Linked DNA regions of Mus musculus: regions 1, 3, 4 and 5 are each linked to region 2. Evidence: chromatin contacts called from public HiChIP or PLAC-seq and promoter capture Hi-C data. All regions are on one chromosome and are shown on one strand. Each heading gives the region's core, a stretch centred on a gene start, on an enhancer-like site or on the middle of the called end of the contact. The rest is flanking DNA. Distances are from core to core; before and after follow the strand shown. Region 1 overlaps Vps41 (VPS41 HOPS complex subunit). Region 2 holds the start of Yae1d1 (Yae1 domain containing 1). Region 3 overlaps Vps41 (VPS41 HOPS complex subunit). Region 4 overlaps Vps41 (VPS41 HOPS complex subunit). Region 5 holds the start of Amph (amphiphysin).

Region 1 (3,849 bases), core at 825-3,324, 850 kb after region 2:
TAAATTTTATATCATGTTTTTAAAAGTTAAATTATAAAGCAATGAGCTTCAATGTGGCATTGTCACACACTGGTGGCAATGTCACACGCTGGTGGCATGCTTGCTTCATAAGATGGTTGACTTTTAAAGTATTAATTGATGTGTTATACCAAGTATAAGGAAAGTTAAAAGAAGTAGTTATTCTAATTATTGGATTTTCATGAATTAATTAAAAAGAAAAGAGTAAAGATTAATGCACTTTTGTACTATTGATTCCTACACACACACTCACTCACTACACACTTTCAGAAATATTTTGTAGCTTCCTGATAGGTAGCAGAGTTTATCTGAATCTTTTCTTAGTGTTCCAAAGTATCCTGATACCTAAAATTTTGAAGGTTAAAACTCTGCTGTTCTGCTGTCTGCATGTTTGGGACACTAGTGTCTTACCTGAAAGGACTTTTCCTTCCTCCCCAGGCAATTAGTCCCTATTTACCTCGAGGGGACCCAGTTCTGAAACCACTCATCTATGAAATGATTTTGCACGAATTTCTGGAAAGTGACTATGAGGTAAGGAATTCTCCCACAAACAAGGCTTGTTCTCAGCATGTGTTACAAAATCTAGAAATTGACTTTTTTATGCTTTCACATTGGTGTCAGATGGATTTTATATGAAAGTGATTTAAATTACATCACCCAAATTATCCTACTAATTCTTGTTCTGAGTGGCTGGAGAAAGTCAGCCTTGACTGTGAGTCTGGAGACTTCTCCTGCACATTGTGTCATGTCTGCCTCATTAGGACCACTGAGGAAGAAATCATTTTTATTGTCATTAAACTATAGAAATAATTTAAGTATTATTTTTTATTTTTCTCATTTTAAGGTTTAATTTTAAATGAGTGATTCATATAATGAATCAAGTAGCAGTGTTTCATAAGAACTCCCCATGAAAAATGTTGTCCTGTACAAACACTAAAGATCAGGTTGTAAAAACTACAAGCAAATGGAAGAACCCTAAGCTCAGTAGTGCACACTCGTAACCCCAGCTGCTCAGGAAGCTGAGGCAGGGGAATGTGAGTCCCAGTCCATCCACTTATCCGTCCACTTATCCTCAGGAGTGCTGGACCACTTCTCTGGAGTCCCGGCTTCTCCGTTTTCTTGCCTTCCATTTTGCCAGTCAGGAAATCACTAAACCTTGGCATGTTAGACATTTATGGAAAGTTCATTGCATAGGCATGATGGCTAATAGAGAGGAGGGAAAACCCAGAGAGGCCTTGTGTGCTTACTTAGCATTCTTCCTTCCTGGGCAAGGGGGCTGGACCCTCTGAAGGTGCTCTTATAATGCACTATCCTTTAATGGCCTGCACTGGGGAGTGGTTAAATAACAAAAGAGGGCAGATTGAAACCCAGCTGTGAACATCACAGTACCACCCTATGAAGAGTGTTCTTTTTCTGCTGTTCTTTCTGGTTAGGGCTTTGCCACATTGATCAGAGAGTGGCCTGGAGATCTATATAACAATTCCGTGATAGTTCAGGCAGTTCGAGACCACCTGAAGAAGGACAGTCAGAACAAAACGTTATTGAAAACACTGGCAGAATTGTGAGTATGTTTTAGTTCTTGAAATCTCAGAATGGGGACAAGGCCCTTTCATTTTCCGCCGTCTACTTAGTTGGGATCTTTTTTCTAAGTCTCAGTGAATAACTGGACGATGAGTGTGTGAAGCTGCATTATAGTGAGATCTGTCTGCCAGAGGAATGGTGTGGTGTGGACGGGTCCTGGCGAGGAGAGTACCAGGCTCCCTCAGGCTTTCCCAGTGAGACAGGTTCTGGATTCTGTTATTTTTAAGTCTGCAAGTCTATTGCTTTTTCTGAACCCGCATCTTTATCTGTAAAATTACAGGGCACATTCGTTATAGGGATACTTTCAGACTTGAAAGTTAGGGCTCAGCAAGTGATGTTTGGTGAGTATGTTTTTCTTTTGGGAGTACTCCCATCTGGCTTTTGTGCCATATGTCTGAACACAAAGATGAGCTAGACCCTCAAGGAACCTCAGGGTAGGGCGCCAGATGGTGTACCACAGGCCAGTCCGAGAAGGAGGGCCTGCTACATGCCTTCCTCAGGAGCCACAGACCTCACACTGCCCTCTCTGACCAATTCTGTCAGAGTTGGAGAAAAGGCTGCATGAGCCTTGGCACAGGGGAGTCATGGTTGTGGCATCCTTATGCAGAGCACTCTGGTTTCTCTCAGAAGCATCTTCTGGGGCAACTGGACTCTTTAATACTGTTAGTACGAACAGCGGGGTAATTTCTGGTCAGCTGGCTCTCCTGGCTTACATGAGGGACTGTGTGTGAAAACATTGTTTCAATGGAAAAATATGTTTTAGTTTTATACAACACCCCTACAAATGAGCTCCTGAAATATAATGTATTTGTCAGCTGAACATTATGTACAGGAATTAAGACCAATTCCTCTATTGATTAAGAAGAGCTTTTCCTTCATTCTGGACCACAGGTTCATGTCTGAAATATAGATGTCTATACATCGTGGAGGCTGAGGTTGCAAGAAGAAACACTTATTACTTGAATATTACACAGTTTTGCAAATTTGATGAGAGGAAAGTCAGGCTTCTGAAAGGAGTACCAGGGGACCATGCATTTTAAATCTCAGTGAACACTTGCCGTAGTAAACTCTTCTCTTTGAACAACTATTTCAGCTTTTACTATTATGAAACATAATATCTGTGCATTTTAGTTATAACAATTAATAAGTATTAATTTTTTATTATCAGGTACACCTATGACAAAAATTATGGCAATGCTCTGGAAATATACTTAACGTTAAGACATAAAGATGTTTTCCAACTGATACACAAGCATAATCTTTTCAGCTCCATCAAGGATAAAATTGTGTTATTAATGGATTTTGATTCAGAGGTAATACTTTTCTTATTACTATGTATTAACTGTTAACTATTCAAAGGTTTAGTCATGGCCACTTGCCCAAGTGAGTCACATACTTGACCATATGCTGGCCATGCTTAAAACCCTCTGACGCACCTTTCTTTGCATAGTTGTTGTGAAAGCCATTGTAGCTTAATGTCAGGCACTTTTCTTGTGGTTGATAGGAGAGAGATAGGGATCAAGCCTTGTATATAATAAGCACAGCTTATTCCACTGGGCTGTGCCCCAACATCAGTGTAGTGCTTTATCAGAGGTATTTGAACTTTAAAAACAAAACAATCTATGTAATTCATAAGAAAGAAAAACAGCCTATACTTTCGTTTATTGCACTGTTTTAATCTTTGTCTCTACATGGAAATTTAAATGAACTTCGGTTTAGAGCCTAAATTTTAAACCGTGTCCTAGCTTGTTTTTTGTGGTGATAAAGACTAAAGCCAAAAGCCACTTGGAAAGAAAAGGTTGACTTGGCAAGTCAGGGCTACATAGTGAGACCCTGTCTCACAAAAACAGGAAGAAGGGAAAGCAGGCAGGCAGGCAGGCTGGAAGAACCAAGGGACTAGTAAGACTCCTTCCAGAGTATGGGGGAATGAAAGTAGTCAAAGTTCATGGTGTACTTGTAAGAAAATCTTTATGAAACCCATTACTCACAGAAATACACTAATAAAAAAGATGAGCTGCTCATATATAATTTAGTCACAGAGTGAGTGCTCAGACAGTAAAGGCACTTGTCACCAAGCCTGAAGACCTGAGTTTAGTCCCTAGGATCCTTGGGATAGAAGGAAAGAACCTTCTCCTCCGAGTTGTCCTTGGGCCACACATGCTGTAAGGCGCGTGCATGTGCACATGTGTGCGTGAACACATTCAAATAAACAAGTATACGATTTAGAAGAGTTATAGTTTCCTTATCCAT
Region 2 (3,780 bases), core at 967-3,466:
CTATCACGTGTGCAGGTAAAACAGCGTTCTTTATTAGCAGAAAACCCCTCCTGAGTGATCAGTGCTCTGCCAAATGGCAACAAGAGAAAAGCAGCTGGGACACCTAGTGAAATGGAGGAATTAACCAACAACTCCTAGAAAACCTTCTGAAAGCAGTACTTTACATTCTGAAGAGCCATGCACCCAACAGCACGAAAAACACTTTTTTCTTTAAAAAAAGATTTATTTATTATATGTAAGTACACTGTAGCTGTCTTCAGACACTCCAGAAGAGGGAGTCAGATCTTGTTAGAGATGGTTGTGAGCCACTATGTGGTTGCTGGGATTTGAACTTCAGACCTTCGGAAGAGCAGTCGGGTGCTCTTACCCACTGAGCCATTTCACCAGCCCCCGAAAAACACTTTTAAACACTGAATTTTTACATATTACCTCTATTAAAGACCTTCATTAGAATTGTGGCTAAATGATTCATCATTTAAAATTTTAAAATTACCTCAGTGTTCCTCTAAGGAGTCCATAGTTTATAATGACGTCTGCACCCTCTTTGTACCCTTGATTGAAGCCCCGTTGAAGAGTAAGTGCTTTGCCGGCATCTAGCCCATCTCTGTAACCCTCCTAAAAAGAAGAAAAAACCCAGTTGTAACTGACACCAAGTGAGTCTTCTCAGGAAAAGCACTGAACCAATTTTGAAGACAAATTTAGGTTTGTACTATATTAACTGAATTATGATATGGCAGAGACATAAATCCAAAGCAGAATGTTTCTCCTAAAATCTTATTATTGGTTCATCTTTCCTTGTCAGATCTGTCTTATTTTTTTAAAATGTTTTCCAGGCTGGCCTGGAGCTCCTTATCCTACCTTCCTCACTCTCCTAATCGATGACAGGCAGATGCCTCGATGCCACACGGGGAAGTCACTTTGGAAATCTAGGGTTACTGTGCAAACATTAAATATCAGTTGTTATGTTTTTTTTAAAAACTGTGTTAGCAAGGTCTTCACAGAAATGGGAAACTACATGTCTGGTCTCTTGGTAACGGACTAGAATAGGATAGATAAGGAGGCTGGCAAGGCCTGGGAAGAGGGAACTATTTTAGGAACAGTGAAGAGGAAGTCTGATTTTAGAAATCTAATCTAAACTGTGGCATAGAGATTTGTCTTATTATTATTATTAGTTTAGCCCTGGATTCCTATGGTATTTTTGTAATGATATGATGGTTGCTGGGCTCAACAAATATGAACTTACTGGAACATTAAATTAGGGTTGACATAACTGCAGCTTTAAGAGGGTAATTTAATGGCTAGTATATTGGGTGGATGCAGTTCTTATCTTTTAAACAGTTAAGTAACATATATTTACTTATTTTTCTTGAGGGAGGCATTTATTTACTTCCTTGAGCGTGAAGGTCAGAAAATAACTTCCAGAAACCCATTCTGTCCTTCCACAAAGTACGTTCCAGGGATCGAACGCAGGTCTTTATACTCTGGAATCCACCCCCATGTGGAGACAGATCTTAGCAAGTAGTTCTCACCCAGAAAAAGCGCCGATTCTACCCAAATAGTACTAAGCAAGTTTCAATGAATGGCAAGACAGGTCCGGATTGAATAACGCATTTAAAGTAAAGCTGGAACAGTATTCCCTTCTCTACCTCCCCCTTACCTTCCCTTGACAACATTCTCAGTTCACCCTTCTCCAAGCCTTGATAACATCACGCCTAACTTTGGACTCTCTGTGACTGCGTTCTCTGCGGGCCATCAGCCTAGTGGGTGTGCATTTCTCCTCCTCTGCTCCCCCGACCCCAAACTGCACACTCTTGAGGGACTGAATAAAGTTCACGTTGTAGAGTAGGGTCAATGTCCCTGCTCCAAACCCGGTGGGGCTCCGAAAGAGCACCAAGAAACAACCAGGATTCTTAAGACCCGGCAACACTGGAGCGCGCTGGCTCGGAGACCCGCGCTCCTCCGCCCAGGCTTCTGCGTGCGTGCCCCTGCCAGGGAGCCCCCGGGTCCCGCCTGGGAGTCCCTTTCTCCCGCGTCCCGTCCATTTACTTGGACTCGTTTCCGCATGTGACCCTGCCATTCCCGCTGCGCTAACAGAGACTCGTCCGCTTCCTCGTCAAACACGTCCTGGTCTCCAGGGCTCGCGTTCTCCGGAGCCGCTCGAAACCAAGACATCGCCCGGAACACCACGAGTCCCGGAGCCGCCGGAAACCCGGGCAAGTGCTTCCGGTTCGGGGGGCGGGACGAAAGGACAAGGCGTGGGACGGAGGGGCGTGTGCGGCTCCCCTTGCGGCTTGGAGGCTAAGGGTTGGGTCTCTTCCTACGCCTCTGGGATGGGCAGCGTGGGGCTAGCTGGGTGCTGCAAGCTAAGTCCCACCATTCAAGGGCTGAGATTCAGTTTCTGCAAGTGCTGAAGGCATTGGACGCCCACGTGCAGCCAAGAACTTTAGAATGTGAAAGCTGATTCTAGGATCGGTTTGAGATTAAGTAATGGGAACACTTTTGTAAAACCAGCGTCCATTGGCAATTTCCCTCTTAGCCTTTGACTAGGAGAGTTAAGGAATGTGGCTCAAGCATTTAGCAACTTCTGGCTGGGAGTTCATGTTGAAGAACTGCACATCAGTAGCGTTCTTGTTTTGTCATGTGATAACTGAATTTTTCTGACAATTTGTTTTGAATACCTATTTCGCATCACTCATCATTTTGGGACAGCGCACTATAGGAATAAAAGTTCTCAGTCCCAATGGACTTCCTATTAGTGTAGAAACGGCCAGTTAGCCAACAATACTTATAAGTAACTCATAGTTTGAAGACTGTAAGTGATATGAAAAAAGTAATCATTGTGAGGGAAGAGGAAACAGGTTACTGTTTTAGTTTATTTTACATTTTTGTCCTGAAGGCAAAAGTTTTGCCAATAAGGAATATATGCTCTGTCAATAAGTTATCCCCTACACAAAGTTATTACTTTTTATCTTCAGAGAGAATTTTGTATCCTATAAATGTATGTATAAAACCAAATATAAAATGTGATAAGGTGTATGTATATAGAGATCTTAATTAGAAGCAAAATGGCAGTATAGGAAGCCATAGAAATAGTGATTGAAATGAGTAAGATAGAAAACTTCTGTGAGTTGGCTCAGTGGGTAAAGTCCCAGGAACGGTGTCAATCACCAGGACCCACGTGATGGAAGGAGAGATTAAACTCCTACAAATTGTCCTCTGACCTACACACACACACACACACACACACACACACCATATGAAAACAAATGCAATAAAAAAAATCCAACTCAACCCTTGCATGATAAACCCTAAAGGACAGGGTCTGAAGAGATGGCTCAGCAATTACAAACACTTGCTGCTCTTCTGGGGGATGTTAACTTGGTTCTGGGCATCTACATACAATTGGGTGATGGCTCACAACCACCTGTGACACCAGCTCCAGGGAGTCTCAAGCCCTCTTCTGGCCTCCAAAAGTGCTTGTGCACACATGGCATACATGCATACAAATACATACACATATAAGTAAAAATAAATATTAGAAAACAGATAATCTTGTCCTGCCTCTTATTAAAAAGAGCGAAAAAAATGTAGGAGGGTGTGAATAATTTTGAACTTCTGATTATTCTGTGTCTAACTCCTGAGTGCTAGGATTACAGATGTACATCAGCATGCCCAGTTTGTGTGGTGTTGGGGATTGGATACAGGATTCCAGCATTCATTGCACCAACTGAGAGACATCTCCACACCTTTCAATGAATATATACCCTTTAAAAGTTGAAC
Region 3 (3,821 bases), core at 486-2,985, 780 kb after region 2:
AAAGACTTACTTCAATGAAGTAATCCTGCTTTGACTCAGGGCAGAGATTTTCTAGGTGGGAGAAAAGAAGGAGGCTGTGCTTGGTGCATTCAAAGATGCTGAGTTTAAAAGGACAGTTCAAAATCAAGACTGCTAAAACTGCTATGAAGTGATAGAGATGTTAGGATTTAGTGTCTTGGTCTATGTGAGGGAACGTTGGACTGGGCTGTCTAAATAGACAGAGGTCATTTAGGGAGTGAGCATCTAGAAGGGTCTGATTCTCAAGTGGCATGCTGACTGAGAGCTGTAGAGCGGTTTGTAAGCACTGGACTCTGATGAAGCCAGAGCTGGAACAGGGTGAGTTCTGATAATTGAGAGGCAGGTGAGATACTATATAGCCCAGACGGAGCCTGGGAAGCTCACTGAGATGGCAGTAAGGAAATGAGGGGATAGGTAAGTAGAAGCCAGTGCAGGAGAGAGTCCGGTGCTGGGGGCTCGTGTGCACTGAAGGGCATCGGACTTTAATGTGCACAGTGCTGGAGATGTTTCCATGAGCAGCCTTGCTGGCCACATTCACGCGGACCTCTTGTGTGTGGCAGTGAACCTAAGGAATGGAAGGGAGCATCACTCATTGTATTCCTTGGAAGAATGGTGCCTTAAGTTGTTGAAAACCTTTAAAAATCCTCTTAAATGTAACATCTGTAACATTCATCATTCAAGATCAGTCAATATTATAAAAGCAGAGTAGAACCATAGGGTATTTTCAACTTCGCTCTTACTTGTCACGAATGCTACTTTGGGATCTGCAGCTTTCCCCGTTTTTCATAATGAAGAAGCACGAGATCTAAATGTCATTAAGTAATTTCTCCCAAACAGTATTTAGTGGGTTCATGTTTTCATAACCTTTTGGTGGAGGTGGACCTGGCGAGCTGGTAAACGTGTCTGCTCTGTCAGTGGGCCACACATAACAAAGGCTCCTTCTGCTTTTTCTTCTTTTGTTCAGCTGTGTCTCTAAGTATAAAACGTGACTATCATTAGTCAGCAGGGGCATTTGTTACAAAGCAAGCAGCCAGCTACAGTGGTCAGGAAGAGTATTTGTGACAGAGTCAACCAGCTAGCCACAGGTCCTGACGATTTTATCCTCTGACTTGCTTGGGGATTGGGGGGGGGGGGGGGAGCTGGCATTGGAGGCAGGGACAGCAGCCAGCTGCCCAGATGCACATGAGTGACTCTGGGACAAGAGGCTGGGTGACAGTAAATGTATGGATTTCCTCAAGAAACAGCTGACTGCTGTTTTACATTTTCTCTTCTTTTTAGCCTGTATTTGGATCTTTTCTGGAAATAGTCACATAATATCTGTCACTTCAAGATTTTCCCCTGTTAAATGTCTTACCCATCTTGGAACAAAGAAGGCATTGCTGCTTGAGATGAAGTCTGTTGGTACCCGAGGTTTGCAACTTTATCATTAAAGTTGGGCTTTTATGGCTTTAAAGTAAATTGGTGAGAAAATAAATGTAGTTTTTGTTGGGTGTATTTTGAGAGCACATATAGTCAGGCATGCTCTCCTGGGCTAGTGAAGTCTGCATAGAGATCTTATCTACAGGATGTATCAGCAGTAAAAACAACCAGTAAGGTGAGCTTTTCCCAACTAGGAAAGTAGGGACATTTGCTTTTCACATATGGAGTTCAAGTGTGAACTCCTCACTGACTGTGACTAAAGGGAAGTGAACGTCCCTGGTAACCATGAGGATGCTGGGTGCCTCTGAGAGCAGGAGAATGAAGGCCTGTCTTCTTTTCCTATTCATTCCACTCAGTGGCTGTGGGGATGCAGTGTTTGTGAAGGGATCAATTATCCATTTGTTAGTCAAAGGAGCCTTACAAATTATACATTAGCAGATTGATTTCTTAGGTTCACTGTTAGGGGACGAATAGCTTAAGGTGGGATGACGAGGAGTGTCTGGGGACACGGTTGCCACTAAGAACACCATTAAAAGCAGCTTTTGAAATGACCAAGGATTTATTCCTAATTGAAGAATGGGCATAATCCATACCAAGTGTATTCATTTCAAGTATTTTATGTTAGGTAATTGATTGTCCCATGAGGTGTACTTGTTAGTAATTTTGCCTTTTCTTTAAGAACTTGGCACCACATGTAGTGGACTTAGATTTGGTTTGTTCTGGTCCTTGCCCCCTCCTGTTTACTTGGACTTCTCTTTTTATTCCATTAAGGAAACATTTTTGTATGTTCTGTAGTGTCAGCTTGACATTATTGATTTTTGAACAAACTCACTTATATTGTCCAGAATTCCAAATGTGTCTCCATTAGGAATAAAATTGTAGCTAATGGAAATTTCGCACAGCTGAGTCCATTTTCCTCTGGCTTGTTTTCCTTTGGTCCCTCTTCTTTTTCTGTGTCTGTTCCAGCATCCTGTCTTTGGAAATATGTACCCAAAATATGTCTTTAGATATGGCATTTCCCTTTTCTGTGCTCTTAACTAAAAGGGATGAAATTGTCCCGTTTGGAAGGAATAGAGTCTTCTGCTTCTGGGCTCTGCCTGAGTCTGTGGGCATCGCCAGCCTTTGGTTTTACTTCTGGGGCTCTGCCTTAGTCTGTGGGCATCGCCAGCCTTTGGTTTTACTTCTGGGGCTTTGCCTGAGTCTGTGGGCATCGCCAGCCTTTGGTTTTACTTCTGGGGCTTTGCCTGAGTCTGTGGGCATCGCCAGCCTTTGGTTTTACTTCTGGGGCTTTGCCTGAGTCTGTGGGCATCGCCAGCCTTTGGTTTTACTTCTGGGGCTTTGCCTGAGTCTGTGGGCATCGCCAGCCTTTGGTTTTACTTCTGGGGCTTTGCCTGAGTTTGTGGGCATCGCCAGCCTTTGGTTTTACTTCTGGGGCTTTGCCTGAGTCTGTGGGCATCGCCAGCCTTTGGTTTTACTTCTGGGGCTTTGCCTGAGTCTGTGGGCATCGCCAGCCTTTGGTTTTACTTCTGGGGCTTTGCCTGAGTTTGTGGGCATCGCCAGCCTTTGGTTTTACTTCTGGGGCTTTGCCTGAGTTTGTGGGCATTGCCAGCCTTCGGTTCTACTGTTTGCAGTTGTGGAACTGGCACAAGAATGCCAGACCTTTGTTCCCTTGTGAGAGGGATGATGATGGATGCTAACGCTGGGTGCAGCCACTTACTGATGTTTGCAGCTCTTGTTTTGTTTGTTGTTTCTTACATGCTACAGGATTGTTGTGTGACTGGGGATGGTATTGGTGATCACCAACATTAGCTGTGTAGTAGTTTCTTCCCTGGTGATGCTGATGAAAACTAACGATGATTTACTTTCTGGTGTTTTGATCAGTTTTCTACTTAGCCAGGTTGTTTGTTTGTTTGTTTGTTTGTTTTTTGTTTTTGTTTTGTTTTGTTTTTTTGAGGCAGGGTTTCTCTGTGTAGCCCTGGCTGTCCTGAACTCACTTTGTAGACCAGGCTGGCCTCGAACTCAGAAATCCGCCTGCCTCTGCCTCCCGAGTGCTGGGATTAAAGGCGTGGGCCACCATGCCCAGCATACTTAGCCAGGTTTTAAAGATGTTTATCTTTGTGTAAGCACATACTATAAATACTTTTAGAAAATTTGCAAAACATAGACAAAACTTAGTAATACTAGTTTGTATGTAGGTGTGATGTACATGCATGTTCATGCAGATCTTTGCATGTGTGTAGGTGCTCATACACTTGGAGACTTCCCGTTGACATAATTCCTCTTTGATCTCTTTCCACATTATTCATTCAGGCAGGGTCTCTCAGTTGAACCTATAGCTCATTGATAAGCTTAGTTTGGTTTAGCTAGGTTGCTGGAGAATCTTG
Region 4 (3,485 bases), core at 210-2,709, 820 kb after region 2:
CTAAATTAAACTTGGTTGTAAAACGTGGACTTCATCCTTATTAATGAGTTAACATTATAAAAAAAATCACATGAATAATTAGAAAAATTTCTATGTAAGATTTCTTCATACCCTTTTCTAGAATTATGATTACTTTGTAATATATGCTTCATATTTCTATACTACTTTCTGTGTAAATATTTATTATGTGGCTATTTATTCATATTTAAGTGGTATCATAGAAAATACTATTTTGTAGTATTTTTAATATCTTAAGTATCTTTATATTGATAATACACATATAGAGACAGATATTTATAGGTAGGTAGATAGACAGACACACTGACTGATAGTCCTGATTTTGTCCATCTCCATATTGTGCTCAGTAGTTGCCATGTTTTTAGTTTATCTGTGGTTGTCATATATAACTTTAATTGTATAGCATCAATTTCTAGGTTGCCCCTGATGTTTCCTCCCTTATACTTAGGGCCTGGTAGTAGATACACAAAACACTGAGGTAAACTGAAAGGAATTTTAAAAATTCTCTTGCCAGGAATGGTGGCACCTGCCAACAATCCTAGAGTATGATGGCAGAGGGATAGTAGACCAAGAACTCTATCTACACCAGCATTCTAGGCCGACAATAGTGAAGCTCATCTCCGCCTCACCCCAGACCTCTCTCAGCCTCTGTCCTCAGTGTAGCAGACAGCAGTAACACACATACGTCTGGTTGTTGTGCTTTCAGCGATACATGCTATAGGTGGCACTGCTTAAAGAGTTGAAGTTGAGTATATCAAGAAGAATATGTTCTCAGTGGATGAATTATCAGACCTGTGTCTTCTTCAGAATTAAGGAGTTTTGACCAGTTATATTTTATTTTAAAATAGTCAGTGGGACTTCACAATAGATTCTAATCTTTATATAGTGTCTAGCTACTGTGGAAAATGTAAAGATCCCAAATCTTAAAGCAAATGGTTCATACTTTGTGATTTGATTTACTGTTAAAAAGATAATGTCACATTATTTGCTTTGGATTAAATAAAAAAAAAAAAAGATGCTCGCTTCCAACTAAAGCAGTTGAACCTGTGATGACTCTCTTTGTCAGTGAGAAACTTAAAAGGTTCTGATTTCCCGGTTTACACAGTTAATTAGTTCCCAGTTGAAAAGCCGTCCTGAAGCTGGATTCACTAAGGCATTGTTTGCCCCGAGTCGTGGTGTTTTGGTGCCATCTTGTGGCTGAGACTTGTCATATCCTCAGTGCTCGTCTAATTTAAATAGGAATTCAGGCAGTTCAAGATATGTAGGGGATTGTTTCCAAAACGAGGGTATCTATTTAAAATAAGCATAAAAAAATACTGAGAGCGGCTTGTTTGTCACTTGGTAACACTGACAGGCAGAGAGGATGAGTGAAGGATCTTCTGTGTGACTCTGGAGACCTGAAAGCCTGTGTTTTGCTGTGTCCTCAGCTGCTGCTGTTTGAACGGACCTGGATGAACAGATGGAAGTCTTCTGTGCTACACGAAGGGGAAGGAAACATAAGGAGTGTGAAGTGGAGAGGCCATCTGATTGCTTGGGCCAACAATATGGTAAAGGCACTTGTCTGTCTCTCTAGCACTTGCACAGTGGCAGCAGATTGCCAGATGGAAAGGGCAGGACAGAGACTCGGTGGAGTTAGAATTCTGATAGGTATGGGTGATTGATACCACACCTCAGCTTAAGGAAGTCAGATCGCCTGGGTTTTCATACTACAGCAATTCCCAACACATTGTGGACTAAAATCTCTTTAGAGGAAGAAAGTGAGGCACAGAGCAACGAAGAAAATGAAAAGCCACCTTAATCATTGCAGGGCTGCTTCAGGCATGTGCTCTGGAAATGCCATTCACCCGGCGCTCATGAGCACTGAGAGAAGCAAGTTGTGACTTCCTCTTTACTCCAGGTATAATCATGGGCCTGTCATTTGAAAAGTGTATTGTACTCTCAGTATTGCACTTAAAGTTTATTTTATGTAAAGTGGGGCTTGGAGGAAGTTTAAAGAGTAGTCTTTTTCATATCTGTCATGTTTTCTGAAATTTCAACACGTAGCTGAGAAAATCAGTTGCATTTGGTCAGAAAGAGTTGACATTGTCTCAGTTCAACCCTGCTGCTGGGATTGTCCTCACAACAGCCAGTCTCCAGGCTCCTGATCAGCCAGAGGCACTTGAAGGTTCCATTGAGCACTCTGAAGGGTCACATGTTGTCTTTGAATGGATGGGTTTTCAGACCCAAAGCTTTCTGAAAAACTAAAACTCATTCTCTTTCCGAAGAATTCCTTTAGAAATGCTCGCCACCTATCAGGTTGAAAGCAAACTTGGTGTCTCTGTGCAAAACATGTTTGTGCTGGATTTGTGTTACTTACGCCCTCCACTAATAACAGCCTTTGTCCAGAAAGGAGCCTTGCAGCTTTGGTTCTCAAAGGGTTTGTATAAAGAAAGTCCATGGCCTTGTATGGCTCCTGGGCGTGCCCAGTGAACAGCGTTATGGGTTTGAGTGCGACACGTCTTGCTTTGCTCGATCCCTCTCTGAGATACAAGACACTTAATTTAATGTTGCTTTGGTTTGTAGGGTGTGAAGGTTTTTGACATCACCTCAAAGCAAAGAATCAGCAATGTGCCCCGAGATGACATAAGTCTTCGCCCAGACATGTACCCCTGCAGCCTCTGCTGGAAGGACAATGTGACACTCATTATTGGCTGGGGAACTTCCATCAAGGTCGTTTACTTGGTCTTTCTATTAAATCCAAATCATTACAGATTTATTGTACTCATGACTGGTTTCTGGCAAACCTGATATTTTCATCTGAACACTGTGGTGCTAGGATGAAGCACCACTTTATTTTACAAGTACAGACTTTAAGATGTGCTTTCCTTTTCTTTTTTTTTTTTTTTGTTTTTTGTTTTTTGTTTTTTGTTTGGTTTGGTTTGGTTTTTCGAGACAGGGTTTCTCTGTGTAGCCCTGGCTGTCCTGGAACTCACTCTATAGACCAGGCTGGCCTTGAACTCAGAAATCCACCTGCCTCTGCCTCCCGAGTACTGGGATCAAAGGCGTGCGCCACCACGCCCAGCTGTGCTTTCCTTTTCTATGATGGGCAAACTAATTGCCCTTTTCTGTTCTCAGAATGATGCTGTATTTGTTGAGTTCTGTTTTAGTTTCCCATGATCCCACCGCAGTTCCTTGGCTGTTTATGGAACGTGTGGTTGATTTTGGTGGCTTAGTCAAAGGTGTTGATCTTCATATCATCCTTTCTTTGTCTTTAGTTTTGATCGTTCGGCTCATTTGAGTTTTTCATGGCCGTGAGCTGAGGGTAAACCTAAGTCACCTGCATATTTCATAATTCAGTGGCATAGAGGCCCTGGCTCGTTGTTTATAATTCAATGGCATAGAGGCCCTGGCTCGTTGTTCATAACGTGATTGGCATTGTGAGATATTTTCCTGAGATGATTCAATAATTTCCTTAGTAAGCGAGGGGC
Region 5 (3,349 bases), core at 178-2,677, 960 kb after region 2:
TGTTTTGGTGCCTGCTCAACCTCTGACTTGTGATTGTCAGATGCCACCTCTCTTCCTCTACTCATGGAACCCTGAATGAACCTGAGAATGAAGACTCTGCCCATTGTCAAAGGCTTCTGGAGCTCCTTTGCCGCCTTGTCTTTGCCAGGTGCACAGAGGACCACATCTTTCTGTTAAGACTGTCAAAAGGGGCCACCTTTAATCCCACAGATCTGCAGAGGAAGGCAGATCTGTATGAGTTTGAGACCAGCCTGGTTTACATAGCAAGTTTCAGGACAGCCATTGTAATGAGCATAGGGAAAAAAAAATCTTCTAGGCATGGAAAAATAGCTTAGTCAAGAACTCCACTATACCCAAGGCTGTACCTGATAACCAGAACCCAGTGACATCACTCACTCAAGAGAACCTGGCACAGGCCTAGATGGTGCCCAGTGGATGGAATATAAGCAGAAACCAAGAGCAAGGCTCTGCTTTGCACATCAAGACAGACCTTGATCTGTCATGTGGCTGGAGAGTCGGCCCCCGGTTGAACCAGAGACTACTGTTAGAGAGTGGACCTGTCCTTTAGCTAAGGTTGGTGGCACAGATGAGCAACCATGGAGAGATAGGCTTAAGACCATAGTTAGCAGTTTAGAGTGTGAGCTTTGTATGTTGACTCTCAACACAATAAAACTGTGACTTGTTATACTCACTTCAGGTCTTGTCTCTACCTTTCTTGCTTGCGACAGTTGGCTTAGTCAGCAAGATCACATAGAGTTTTGTCTCAAAGAACGACAAAGGGACTGCTGGTCTCATTTCTTGGGAAAACTGTTGTGCCACAGTGTCTGAGAGCTGGCAAAGTGCAGCACTTGTGTGTAGAAGCTGACCCTTCTGAACATGGCCTTTCCCACTGGCAAGCCTCACAGTGATCTCTTTACTCTTTCTCTCTGGCAAGTTGCCCTGCAGGGACTTTCCAGCCTCATCCTCTCCTAACTTCCCCATCCCCCACAGGTTTGAGCCTCTGGAGGGTGGATGGACTCGTTCCTTCTCCACTCAAGGTGTTTTGACGGGGCAGTCATTTGGTGATTTAGAGCCTTACAGACTCCTCCCCACCTCCTCCTGTTCTTTAACTGGGGAGACAGAATCAGAGTCTTCCGACCTTCCTCCCTGAAAACGTCCTGTTAGCCCTGCCCTCTCTCACCCCTAGCTGCCTCAAGGCCCTGGGATTGAGGAACGTCTTCCATCTTTATCACTTCTTGACCACCTCCTCCATCACGGTGGACACTTGGCCTTTGACTTCTCTTTCCATGCATCTCACTAGTGGCGTTGTCACCCCTAGTGGCCGCACATCCGCTCTATCTCTTTAAACCGGTCCTGTCGCCGCGCCCCTCCCTCATCCGTTGCCTCCTCTGCTCCTCACGCTTCAGCTGCTCCTCCCCCCGCTCCTCCTCCTTCTCTTCCTGGGCTCCTCGGTGCCGCCGCCGGCTCGCTGCGCGCTCTGCTCTTCCAGCTCTGCGGACCGCAGCAGCCATGGCCGACATCAAGACGGGCATCTTCGCCAAAAACGTGCAAAAGCGCCTCAACCGCGCGCAGGAAAAGGTCAGCAGAGGGCAGCGGGATGCGGGGCAGGTGACTCGAGGAGGTGCGGGAGCCGATGGCAGTGCTGGCCTTGCGCTGCAGGGCCGCGGGTTCAGGTGCGGCGCGCTGCGGAGCCCGAGCAAGCGCCGGGTGGAGGACTCCCCTGTCTCTGCTCTCAACGATTGCAGCCAGGCAGGATCCATTCAGGCAGCGTGGGCTCGGCCCCGCAGTGGGTTCGCCGGGAACCCGCAGACCCCTGACCCTCCAGGCACTGAGTGCTATAGACTCCCAGAGCCCGCCCAGGGTGGCCACTCTCCTGGGCACGCCTCCCGGGACCAGGGGTGGCAGGTGCAGTTGCTCTCTGGCTGCACCCGGAGCGGTCCACGTCCCTGGGCGCCTCCATCTCTCCGCGCCCGCACCTCCTGAGCTCAAGCTCTCCCGCAAGCAGCTCAGGCGTCCACGACCGCAGATCCGGGAGGGAGATTGTCGCATCTCTTCTTGGGTGGGGGTGTTGTGGCTATTTGAGTGAAGTCGGTCGAAACGAACGACTTAAGCAAAGAAGACACCCCAGATGTGCATGGACCAATGGGATGTATAATAAACAACCAACACCTTAGCACAGTGGTGAACTGGAGCTCCAGAGAATGCTCATTTCTCCCTAAGTATCCGTGTTGGTTTTTGAAGCCAATGCCCTCTGGAAGGTCAAAAACAAACAACCTCGACCTCAGAGTTCTCTGCACATCTCTGCACAAAATGCTTATTTCTCTGCTTGAGAAGCAGCAAAACCTACTCCTATCAGAGGCGCTGAGGTCGCAGTGTTTGTAAATTAGGTATTGTAATTTATGTCTCTTCCGGAGGAATGTTATCCATAGCTAGCCCAGCTCTGGATAGTCGAGTCTCAGTCTCTCTCTCTCTCTCTCTCTCTCTCTCTCTCTCTCTCTCTCTCTCTCTCTCTCTCTCTCTCTCTCTCTCTGCATTTTACAGGCACTGGGCTTCCTAGTGTCCCTGATTACTATATCTGACCCTCCTATGAAGTCTTCGTTCGTCCCAAGCAAAGGACGTTTGTACTGGAGCTTGAACCTTGTATTTGAAAGTGAACCTGGGCTAGTGGTAAATTGAGCTGTATTTGCTTCGTATGGCATTAATTTCTGTCCCTGGGATGAGGATGTCTGGTGTTTTCTTCTCCTTCTGGAAATCAGATTGTCCTTATTCCTCACTCTGACAGCACTTACCCTCCTTAGAAGTTCGACCTACCCCCACTCTGAGCTGCCCCAAAGGCTGAGCCCAGGAGCAGGAACTCTGCCAGGTTCAGGTTCAGTGGCTGTATGCAATCCTCCCTCCCTGCACACATGCACCTTCCCAGCTCTGTAAGAGGATTGTATTGCTTTTAATATCTACTCAAGCTCATCCTGAACTCCAGGAGCCTCCTGCCACTCCCTCGGAAGCGGAATTAGCCAAGCTACTTGTCCCCTTCCGTCACCCCGATGCTTTCCAGATAATAGCCAGATAGCAGATGTTTGCCAAACACGAGATTTGGACAAGACTTTGTCGTCATTTCCCCACATTTTATTTCACCCACTTGTAGTCCCCCCTCCCCCATCCCTAACATAATCACTTAAATCTTTCGTCTGTGGCTTTTCGCCGACTCGGCTTTCCATCTGTGAAGTAATTTTGTGATATGGTCTGCTTTTTCACATATTAATCTAGGTCACCAGCTGTTAATATGGTCCAAACAAATGAAGGGAACTGTAATGTCTCTGACAGTGTCCTGGCCTGTATGAACCGTTGAACC

The links. Promoter capture Hi-C pulls out the DNA fragments that hold promoters and counts their contacts. HiChIP or PLAC-seq counts read pairs in DNA pulled down with a chosen protein or histone mark.
Region 1: an H3K27ac HiChIP or PLAC-seq map of embryonic stem cells shows a contact between it and region 2, with 7 times the contacts expected there. The contact joins the enhancer-like site here to the promoter of Yae1d1 in region 2. A contact is called at or near these places in 7 of 39 promoter capture datasets (the 3T3-L1 cell line, 3T3-L1-derived adipocytes, embryonic stem cells and 3 more), 3 of 115 datasets of contacts at active chromatin or transcription factors (embryonic midbrain, embryonic stem cells and forebrain) and 1 of 9 other capture datasets (liver).
Region 3: an H3K27ac HiChIP or PLAC-seq map of stem cell-derived neural progenitor cells shows a contact between it and region 2, with 5 times the contacts expected there. The contact joins the enhancer-like site here to the promoter of Yae1d1 in region 2. A contact is called at or near these places in 7 of 39 promoter capture datasets (the 3T3-L1 cell line, the HPC-7 cell line, embryonic stem cells and 4 more), 2 of 115 datasets of contacts at active chromatin or transcription factors (forebrain and stem cell-derived neural progenitor cells) and 1 of 9 other capture datasets (adipose tissue).
Region 4: a contact with region 2 is called in a promoter capture Hi-C map of embryonic stem cells, with 5 times the contacts expected there. The contact joins the enhancer-like site here to the promoter of Yae1d1 in region 2. A contact is called at or near these places in 10 of 39 promoter capture datasets (the C10 cell line, HPC-7-derived erythroid cells, cranial neural crest and 7 more), 1 of 15 datasets of contacts at CTCF or cohesin (embryonic stem cells), 6 of 484 Hi-C or Micro-C datasets (cerebral cortex, cortical neurons, embryonic stem cells and 3 more), 9 of 115 datasets of contacts at active chromatin or transcription factors (astrocytes, embryonic forebrain, embryonic limb bud and 4 more) and 3 of 9 other capture datasets (adipose tissue, embryonic stem cells and liver).
Region 5: a contact with region 2 is called in an H3K27ac HiChIP or PLAC-seq map of embryonic stem cells, with 4 times the contacts expected there. The contact joins the promoter of Amph here to the promoter of Yae1d1 in region 2. A contact is called at or near these places in 3 of 39 promoter capture datasets (embryonic stem cells, hippocampal neurons and liver) and 2 of 115 datasets of contacts at active chromatin or transcription factors (astrocytes and embryonic stem cells).

Annotation. Positions count from the first base shown.
Region 1 is chr13:18,840,702-18,844,550 of GRCm38.p6, forward strand. It overlaps Vps41 (VPS41 HOPS complex subunit), which reads left to right. Exons shown (of 29, transcript NM_172120.4): 17 at 457-549; 18 at 1,452-1,579; 19 at 2,768-2,912. Among named protein-coding and RNA genes, the nearest start is that of Amph, 110 kb to the right of the region's middle. Within about 2 kb of position 2,075, at least 9 of the 459 cell types and tissues checked have an H3K27ac peak or open chromatin away from gene starts, as enhancers often do. A contact at or near this core is called in embryonic stem cells, where this site is marked.
Region 2 is chr13:17,991,135-17,994,914 of GRCm38.p6, forward strand. Yae1d1 (Yae1 domain containing 1) reads right to left here and starts at 2,217. Exons shown (of 3, transcript NM_025904.3): 1 at 2,047-2,217; 2 at 494-615. The coding sequence starts at 2,172.
Region 3 is chr13:18,766,961-18,770,781 of GRCm38.p6, forward strand. The region is part of intron 4 of Vps41 (VPS41 HOPS complex subunit); the gene reads left to right. Among named protein-coding and RNA genes, the nearest start is that of Vps41, 52 kb to the left of the region's middle. Within about 2 kb of position 1,736, at least 16 of the 459 cell types and tissues checked have an H3K27ac peak or open chromatin away from gene starts, as enhancers often do. A contact at or near this core is called in stem cell-derived neural progenitor cells, where this site is marked.
Region 4 is chr13:18,808,987-18,812,471 of GRCm38.p6, forward strand. Vps41 (VPS41 HOPS complex subunit) reads left to right here. Exons shown (of 29, transcript NM_172120.4): 8 at 1,446-1,565; 9 at 2,581-2,727. Among named protein-coding and RNA genes, the nearest start is that of Vps41, 93 kb to the left of the region's middle. Within about 2 kb of position 1,460, at least 27 of the 459 cell types and tissues checked have an H3K27ac peak or open chromatin away from gene starts, as enhancers often do. A contact at or near this core is called in cortical neurons, embryonic forebrain, embryonic stem cells and 3 more, where this site is marked.
Region 5 is chr13:18,946,924-18,950,272 of GRCm38.p6, forward strand. Amph (amphiphysin) reads left to right here and starts at 1,428. Exons shown (of 21, transcript NM_175007.2): 1 at 1,428-1,578. The coding sequence starts at 1,510.